Regions from separate parts of the Drosophila melanogaster genome. Here regions 2 and 3 are each linked to region 1. Evidence: chromatin contacts called from public Hi-C data. All regions are on one chromosome and are shown on one strand. Each heading gives the region's core, a stretch centred on a gene start, on an enhancer-like site or on the middle of the called end of the contact. The rest is flanking DNA. Distances are from core to core; before and after follow the strand shown.

Region 1 (2,700 bases), core at 191-2,690:
TCTATGCACAACTTACATTACGTTTCGGATTCTGGTGTATTGCTTTTCGGCGGATCTGAATCGTCAATAACCCGTGCAGGTAATTGTTCATTAATATTTTTATTATACATTATCTCATTCTCCACCATAAGCATTAAAGTGCGTGCTCGAGGCACTTTATTAGCTAGCCTATTTTTAGCTTTAAATGATCTATGTATTGTTTTTCTTATTTTGTTTTTTTTTGGCTTTTCCTGGTTTGACTTTCGTACTTTCATGTTTTATTCTAAATTTTCCAAAACGTATTTGTTATTCGATAATTTTTACGTTGTGTGTTTTCTTTGGGAGTCAAAGTAGAAATGAGGGTTTTGCTTGTGGGTCGGTTGTCTTGTGATTGAAATTATGTTCAATGCCTACTTTGTTAAACAAATTTAAATCGAAATACCGAAGCTCACTTTGTTTTTTTTTTATTGATACAAATTGTCTTACATTAAATCTAAAATATTATTTGTGTGCGCAGTTTTAAACAGCGAATACAATAACCCAAAGAGCAAATAGCCATGACACCCACCCTTATGTAATAGCTTTTTGAACACCATCCAGCGGGAAGTCATGCAACTAAAGGCAACTGTTTATCTTTTCTTAACCTAGGTGGCGCCATTTCTATTTCACAGATGGATTAGGCGATACACCGAAAGAAATCAGTAGATGATTGATGATATAAAAAAATAAAATAAATGTATTGTCTCAATAGGTTATATTTTGCATTTTATTTATTTATTAGAACGTTGCAGACAAGAGTTTAAATCATATAGATATCGGCTATAGCTGCTGGGGCTTTCAGCCGGACTTCTACATTATTGTTTACGTATTTAGTTACAACATTATTTGCAATTATTTACATTGTATTACTGCACTTACCTTATTGGAATATCTCAGATAGGTTTTAAAGCAAATAAAATACGTTAATGTAGGATAATTTTTTATAAAGTGCATATGCACTTCTACAAATATAGCTATTTCTTTACGCCTACATATGCGTAACCTAAACCTGAAAATTATGAATATGTTCCCCTTGTAAACAGCAAATATTATCCAAAATAGGCGCTTTGCTCATTTTACTCAATTGTACAACTAAAATTTGTATTCCATTTAGGTACTTTGATTTGCACTGTTTTCTACCCTATGTTACGCTCCACTTACAATAGAGTTTTATCAAATTGTAAAACCAAACTTTATATTCCAATTATTTTTAGGTTTTGAAACTCTTCAGTTCTTCATTCTGCATTGTTATTATAGCACGTTTCATCCATATAAATACACAAGATTAAAGGCAAATGACAATAATATCCGAAAAGATAGCTAGATAATGAATAATTACGCTTTTTAGCTACACAGCGGCCACAATGACAGCACTGTTCCTCGTACGAATGCTAACGTTAAGAAGAGGAAGAGACGAGCGGTGCTGGGTTGAAAAAAACTGGAAAAGGGGGGAAATTGGCGCAAATTGTGCACGCGAGGCGCAGCAGGGACGTTGGATCTTAACTATCGGTTTGTGTTCCTTACTTTGCGGCAAAATTAATGCAACCAATTGCCGATATACTGAGAAAAATGGCATAATTAAATAACCAGATCCAACGCATGTAGTGTAAAAAGTCGGGCATTATTCCCAATCGCAAAAGAGAGAGAATCGGTATCACTCGCTGACCCGTCTCGTTCGAGTCTTGATCGCGGTATCTCGCTTGCACCCACATACCGAGCGCCAGCCAGTCATATGGCCGTCCCGTTCATTTCGGTGACAACGTGTCGGTGTGTGTGCATCAGTGTGCAAGCTTATATGTGTGCGCTGTGTATCTGCAACAAACAACGGCGGCCGCTAACAAAAAAAATTGTAAATAAATACGCTGCCGTTCGACAGCGCGCGAAAATCGAAAAAGTGCTCGAAAAGTCAACGAAAGAGCGCCCCCAAAAGAATATAAAAAATTCCGCTAGCGGAAAGGGGGGAACAACAGAAGCAAGTGGGACATTTATTGAACAATTTGAAAATTAATTTGTTCTGTGCGTTGTTTGCATGACCACCGGTTCGTCGGACAAGGACGACGATAGTGTATCCTTCGGCGGCTGATTTTTCGGCTTGCCTCTCTCTCACACGTTCTCTTTGTCTCTCACGGCAAGAGCGAACGGAAAACACGCTAACACTGAACCCACCAGAGATGCGCAAATCCAATGACTCGATTACTTACGTGATCCTCTGTAAATATCGTTTTTCCTTTGAAGAACTTTAAACTAGATTTTTACGATGGACAAACGTTTTCAAAATTAATGTCTACAAATACTTTTTTAAACAAAAAATTCTAAACAACTGCACTCATTCAAGATGTTGATTTATTAATTCATATTAAACATCTTTTTGGAATACCTATTTGATCTCAAAAACGCTGCAAAGAATATTCATTTCATAATGATGTTGGTCTCCAACCAATGATGTTTCTTACAAAACTTCTTTGTGCACATTTTCAAGTGACCGCATAAAAGTATCGGCGAATGTGTCACCGTCATCATGTGGTCATCTCTGGACTCGCTGCTTCGTTATCTGGCGCGCCATATGTGTGCGCGTGTGTGCGTATCGGCTCTTTGGGAGCGCATGGCGTGAGCGGTCTCGCCGACGCAGAGAGCGAGGGACTAGAGCAAAACAGTGTTCCGACAGCGGTTAACAGCTGTTAC
Region 2 (2,700 bases), core at 37-2,536, 320 kb before region 1:
TCACGTGTTAGCCAGTAGGCCAGATCATTTCTTAACATAAGGAGATCCCTCTGTTCGTTTCTCCCGCTAGCAACTTCTCGTAGGAGTCCCTCTTTGAGGTACAGAAGCAATCCCGATTGAGTATCCCTGCCCTGGGCAGAGTGCATCAGTTGGTAGAGCAGCAATTGGCCCTTGTGTTCCATGGAGAAGCTGGCTCGGCCGGTCTTCAGTTCCAGTGGTATGATCTCCTCCCTCTGCCGTTGATTTTTTACCTTTACGGAGACATCCACCTTACCCTTGAGTCCCAGTTGTGGAACCCAGAGGTTCTCCTCTATATCGCATATCTCGTGGATTTGACCTCTATAGACTTCGGGCAGCAAAACACTTGGCGGTTCACCCTTCACATATTGGGCCACAAAACTGACAATGGGATCAATGAATTTCATCAGATGATCCTCCATTTCCACCTGGATGAGATTGCTGGCATAGAGTAAATGAGCCAAAGAAGAGCTGGCCAGCATCTCCTGGAGGGCAGATTGAATGTGTTTTTTATCGAAGAGCTTCTGGCGTAGAACCTTTTGCAGCAATTCGTGCACCAGAGTGCCAATGACCATCTGAAATGGAATACATTCTGGATAAATTGGGTTATGCTGATATCGAGATGTACTCACAACAGAGTTTCCCGAGTCCAGACCGCGAAATCGTTCCTGCAGAACAGATTTCCGTTTGCAAAACAGGGAACCGGTGACTGTGGTGCCGGAAATGAGGAAATCCGGATGGGACACGCAGTAGCCCTGCTCCTTATCGACCACATAGCATCCTGCAGACGGATCCCACTTGCCCAACAGGGAGACAGTGTCTCCAACTTGCATTGGCATGCAATTCCACGGCGGTAGCAGTTGGCAATCAGCTGTCTCCGGATCCCCGCCAGAAATCCTCTTAACATGCACTTTAAGGCCTTTTCTATTGGGGAGCTGCTCCAGCCGCACCACTTCGCAACGCTGCCACTTGGTGAGCTCCAATCGATGATTGGATATAGAATCCATAGCTGCAATCAGCGCCAAATCGAAGTCATCATTGTCACCCCAATCAATGTTCTCCACTTCGTCTGACGAAAAATCCAGTTGCTCTTTGAATTTCTTTTGTGGATTGGATGACGTCACGTCAGTGTTATCATTCTCCAAAATATTAGGCGTCAGCACGCGTTTGGTGGCCATCGAAGGGGCTATTTGTTATTGTTAAATCAAATTATTTACTTTATTTCAGTTATGCGTACAAATGATTTGGCGGGAACAGAGTGACTGTTTTCTGCGTGTGGTAAAATACTTATGAACACACCGGCGCCTCGTTGCTATTTAGCTAGCTTGTAGCTATTTAAAAATTACCGCGTGTTTTAAACTAAAATCTCCTTCTATCACTAACAGTTGTTAGAAAATGAAGTAATGTGTATCAAACAATTATTTAATATATAAAATTGCTTAAGCTGCCTTCTGCTTACTTTTTGTTTTCTTTTTATATGTATATATTTGATACTTCAGATCTAGCTACTAATTTTAGTCATCTTAACGAAGTACAGGTGGCGCAGTTGTGGAAAACATCCGCACAGATGGCGACAATTTAGCGACATATATTAAATTGCTCGTGTTGATTTTGAATTCTTATCACCACCAATTTTTAAATAGATTTCAATATTATAGTTAATTTAATTTAATTTTAATTTATTTTTATCCTACACAAGAGATCGAAATGTTGAAGAACTACAACAGCTTAGTAAAGCAGTTGTGTTGTGGCAAGCAGTTCACATTCGGTGGAAGTTCGTTCCAGAAAATTACCATAGGTGGCGCTTCAATTGGGCGCCCAATTCGATTTCCTAAATGCAACAGATACGACGAATTATATAAATATTCTTAGAAATATCCAATAAATAATTAATTTCATTTGGTTTTCAGGCAAAAGGTGCAGATACTGATACGTCTAGTTATTCCTTCGCTCTCGTATTTGTGCAGCAAACATGGCTGGCATTCAGTGCCTTAAAAATTTAAACAAATTAGTATACTTTTATATGAATAACGTTTTTTAAGCAAACCTGTTTCTAGGGTGCTACTTAGGTGCGTTATATAGCTGCTGGCCAGGCGGATGATCTCGATCTTTGAAAGCTTGCGATTCATGGGCTCCGTGGGTATTAAATTTCTTAATGCCTCGTAGGCCGAATTAACACTGATTTTGTTTAGGAAAAAAAGAAAATATTAAATGGTTAATTGTTAATAAATACACTTTCAACTAGGGCTATGTTTTGCTTATTAACATTTATATACTTTTTACTCACTTAAATGTCCGATAGCGCTCTCTAGCATTGATCTTCTGGCGCGGCGGTCGCCTCCTGTGATTTCCCTGATTCTCCTGGCCACCTGGATTGGCCTCCTGGCCAATCTGGGAGTCCTCCGAGTCGGCGGCTGCTCCACTTCCGCTGGCACTGCCACTACTATTGCTATCCTGGGCAAATACCGCCATCAAGTAGTTGGAAAACGACGACGAGGACGATGAGACCGCCATCCGTTAGCAGCGGCGATTGGCGAGCAACTGAACGGACTCTATGGCCGAGCCCATGACTATATCCACTTCTATATGCCCCGGCTGCATATTTGGGATCTGCTAAATGAATTAAGTCATCGGCTAGTGACGACAAATTGTGCGTGAAGATGGGAAACAATAACGAGTGCG
Region 3 (2,700 bases), core at 173-2,672, 330 kb after region 1:
ATCGCTGCCCTGCGAGTTCGAGTCCTCAGAGAAGGGCATACTCGACACGAAGTCGGCGCCCTGGCTGTCGGACACGACGGAGAAACCTGTGTACAGATAGAGATCGCATGAATAAGACAGAGTAAACATGTGCTTTGGAGTGATAAATTGTGCTGAATAGGAAATACGCTTTGAAGCCAAAAACCAAATGTAAACAATATCGCTAATGCAAAGACAGCAATTTTTATAGCAGCTCCGCAAGCTTATGAGACTAATGGCACCTCGTAAAGGTCCTAAAATCCATATACTGCATCCTGTTTTTTTGTTTTGGCTCCTAACGCAGTGCTTGCAGACATAGAACCCAACTACTTATTTAAAGAGAACCAGCACATAGCCATCCTTACAGGTGTTAGAGTCCTCGGCGGTTAGTCCCTGGTAGCTGGGCGTGATCTGCGGCGGCGTGGGCGTGCCCTTCTGAGAGTTCTCCTTATCGCTCTTGCTGCCGCCGACCGGCGTAACGCCCGAGCCGGGGGGCGGTCTCCGGACAGCAGCCGATCCCGGCGAGGACTCCAGCTTGGCCTTCTTCTCACTGGCGGAGGCGATGGGCACCCATTTGTAGATTTTCATGGTGGTGTCGCTGATGGTCACCCACTTCTTCTCCCAGTGGCGCACCTTGTCCACCGCCTGCATCACCCGCTTGATGTCATCCTTCGCCCGGCTGCGCGTCTCCGCCCGCACGCTGCGCGACATGTCTGTGGGTCGATGGCGCCTGGTCTGGCTCTTCCTGCTTTAATCGCTTTTCCTCCTTAGCCAAAGTCGGCGTCACACGAAAAGCCGCTAAGTGTTTTCGCTACTTCTGGCTGCTTCACAACTGAACTCTCCCCGTCTGGCTTTTAAGTGGGATCGTGTCTCGTGATTTTGGCTGGTCTCGACCAGTTAACCAGTGGATAGTTCAGTTTTTTTGGCAATTCGCAAAAATATTTTTTAATACAACAAAAATAAGTAATCGATAGCAAGCGTGATTTTCAACTGATGTTATCGAATGATTGCCCGTTGTTTTCACGGGCTGCAGTGTGACCATTGGCTAAAGGTCCGTGCTAAAGTGTGATAGCTTATTAATTCGTGTATGATTTGTAACTCAAGTGCTTAATTTTTGAGCTGAGCTAAATTATTAGCCGTTTGTTTTTGAACAGCTACAACCGTTAAATTTTTAAATAATAATTTTGAACTGTTAGTCCAACGGTTTCTATTATCTGGCAACGCCAATGTTGCCAAATGGTATAATCTAGTATATTTTCGTGTACCATCGTGAGAGTGATGGGCGAAATATCGATGCGCGATGAGTATCGATTTGTCGATTCTTTATCATCGACAACATATCGATATCACAATGCTACGATGTCACTTCGATGGCTCGATGGTTTTTCGATGTTTTTCCACCGACCGACGAAATTATGCGTACGCTCCGCTTATTTTTTATTTATTTTTTCGTAATGCGAACCGAACGTTCGCCGCCCATTAGAATGGAATGAAAAGTCGCACAAAGCCGGGAAAAGTGAAGTTATTTACGCGAATTGAAACTCGCAGTGCGTGCGAGCGAGAGCGATAATTAAGATGAAAATGCAGGCGACGCCGAAATAAAAAACAAAAAAAACGTTGCAGCAACAACGTGCGTGTGCGAATGTATGTGTGTGCGTGCGTGAATGTGTGTGTCTGCTGGTATATGTGAAGAGCCAGGCGAACGAGCAAGAGGGTGATAGGAGGACGAGGAAGAGAAGAAGAAGAAGCAGCGGTGGAAAAGAGAACGAAGAAAAGTGGGGAAAGACGAAAAAGGCAAAACGACAAACGCACACGAAATTGAAAATAGTTGTACGAAAATCAGGAGAAAGCCAGCGATCTTATTTTTTTCTTAAATTTTCCCCCTGGATAATTGATATTAGAAATGTGTGCGTAAGCTAACACCGATACTAACACCAATGCAAACGCAAGGCTAGAATCGCTCCTCGCCCGAAAGAGAAAAAGAGAGAGAGAGAGAAACGCAAACAAATTGGAATAAATTATAGAAATTTAAAATAAAGTAAACAACTCAAATGGCAGGAATTTAAACAAAAGTAAACAAGGGGAACGAGCGATATAAATTAGTTCAACATTTCGGAATTTAAGTTAGAGGAATCTATGTTAGTGTGATATTTTATTTCATTCTATGTTGTCATTTGATAAGTTAAACATTTTACTTAAATGTGCAGCAATATGCTAATTAGCACTAAACATTTTATTTTATTCAATCATAAGTATTCATTTTTTTAAGTGAGATTCTTGGGACTCAGCAGTAAATATAATACGAATTGATAGCGAATGTATGAAATGCGAGTGTAATGTGTCATTTGAAATTGTGATTTTTTTTTCAAGTGAAAGTTAAGTGAAATATTTTTCTTGAGTGTACCTAATCAGTTTCATTTATAAATTTATTTCTGCAATTTCCCCAAAACAGCAGCCGCTTCAAAAGCCAGAACTTTGAAAAGTCGAAGCTGAATTTTCCCCGAGTTTTCCCGATTTTCCGTTTCCCGCGAATCTGAAAGCCGCGCTGCCGGCGTCGCTGTCTCTGCCGCCGTCGACGTCGTCGATCCCGTTTCACGCGTCGCCGCTTCGTCTCGCCGTCTCGCTTGTTTCCCGCCCCCTCTCTCTCTGCCCCTCGCCCGACCCCGCCACCCGACCCTCCTA

What was found. Hi-C and Micro-C count contacts between places; a contact is called where the count stands out from the background.
Region 2: a Hi-C map of the Kc167 cell line shows a contact between it and region 1, with 4 times the contacts expected there. The contact joins the promoter of Dna2 here to the promoter of nej in region 1. A contact is called at or near these places in 3 of 107 Hi-C or Micro-C datasets (the Kc167 cell line, the OSC cell line and embryo) and 2 of 6 datasets of contacts at active chromatin or transcription factors (both in the Kc167 cell line).
Region 3: a Hi-C map of the Kc167 cell line shows a contact between it and region 1, with 6 times the contacts expected there. The contact joins the promoter of Zdhhc8 here to the promoter of nej in region 1. A contact is called at or near these places in 7 of 107 Hi-C or Micro-C datasets (the Kc167 cell line, the ML-DmBG3-c2 cell line, the OSC cell line and 3 more).

The regions. Positions count from the first base shown.
Region 1 is chrX:9,685,806-9,688,505 of dm6, reverse strand. nej (nejire) reads left to right here and starts at 1,440. Exons shown (of 14, transcript NM_001201647.2): 1 at 1,440-1,527. It overlaps lncRNA:CR42657 (long non-coding RNA:CR42657), which reads right to left and starts at 317. Exons shown (of 3, transcript NR_123848.1): 1 at 17-317.
Region 2 is chrX:10,009,067-10,011,766 of dm6, reverse strand. Dna2 (DNA replication helicase/nuclease 2) reads right to left here and starts at 1,286. Exons shown (of 3, transcript NM_167214.2): 1 at 651-1,286; 2 at 1-593. The coding sequence starts at 1,196. It overlaps CG33557, which reads right to left and starts at 2,557. Exons shown (of 3, transcript NM_001014730.2): 1 at 2,306-2,557; 2 at 2,066-2,196; 3 at 1,718-2,008. The coding sequence starts at 2,532. The coding sequence ends at 1,914.
Region 3 is chrX:9,354,949-9,357,648 of dm6, reverse strand. Zdhhc8 (Zinc finger DHHC-type containing 8) reads left to right here and starts at 1,422. Exons shown (of 11, transcript NM_167189.6): 1 at 1,422-1,534; 2 at 2,471-2,700. BCL7-like reads right to left here and starts at 1,015. Exons shown (of 2, transcript NM_132334.4): 1 at 384-1,015; 2 at 1-86. The coding sequence starts at 729.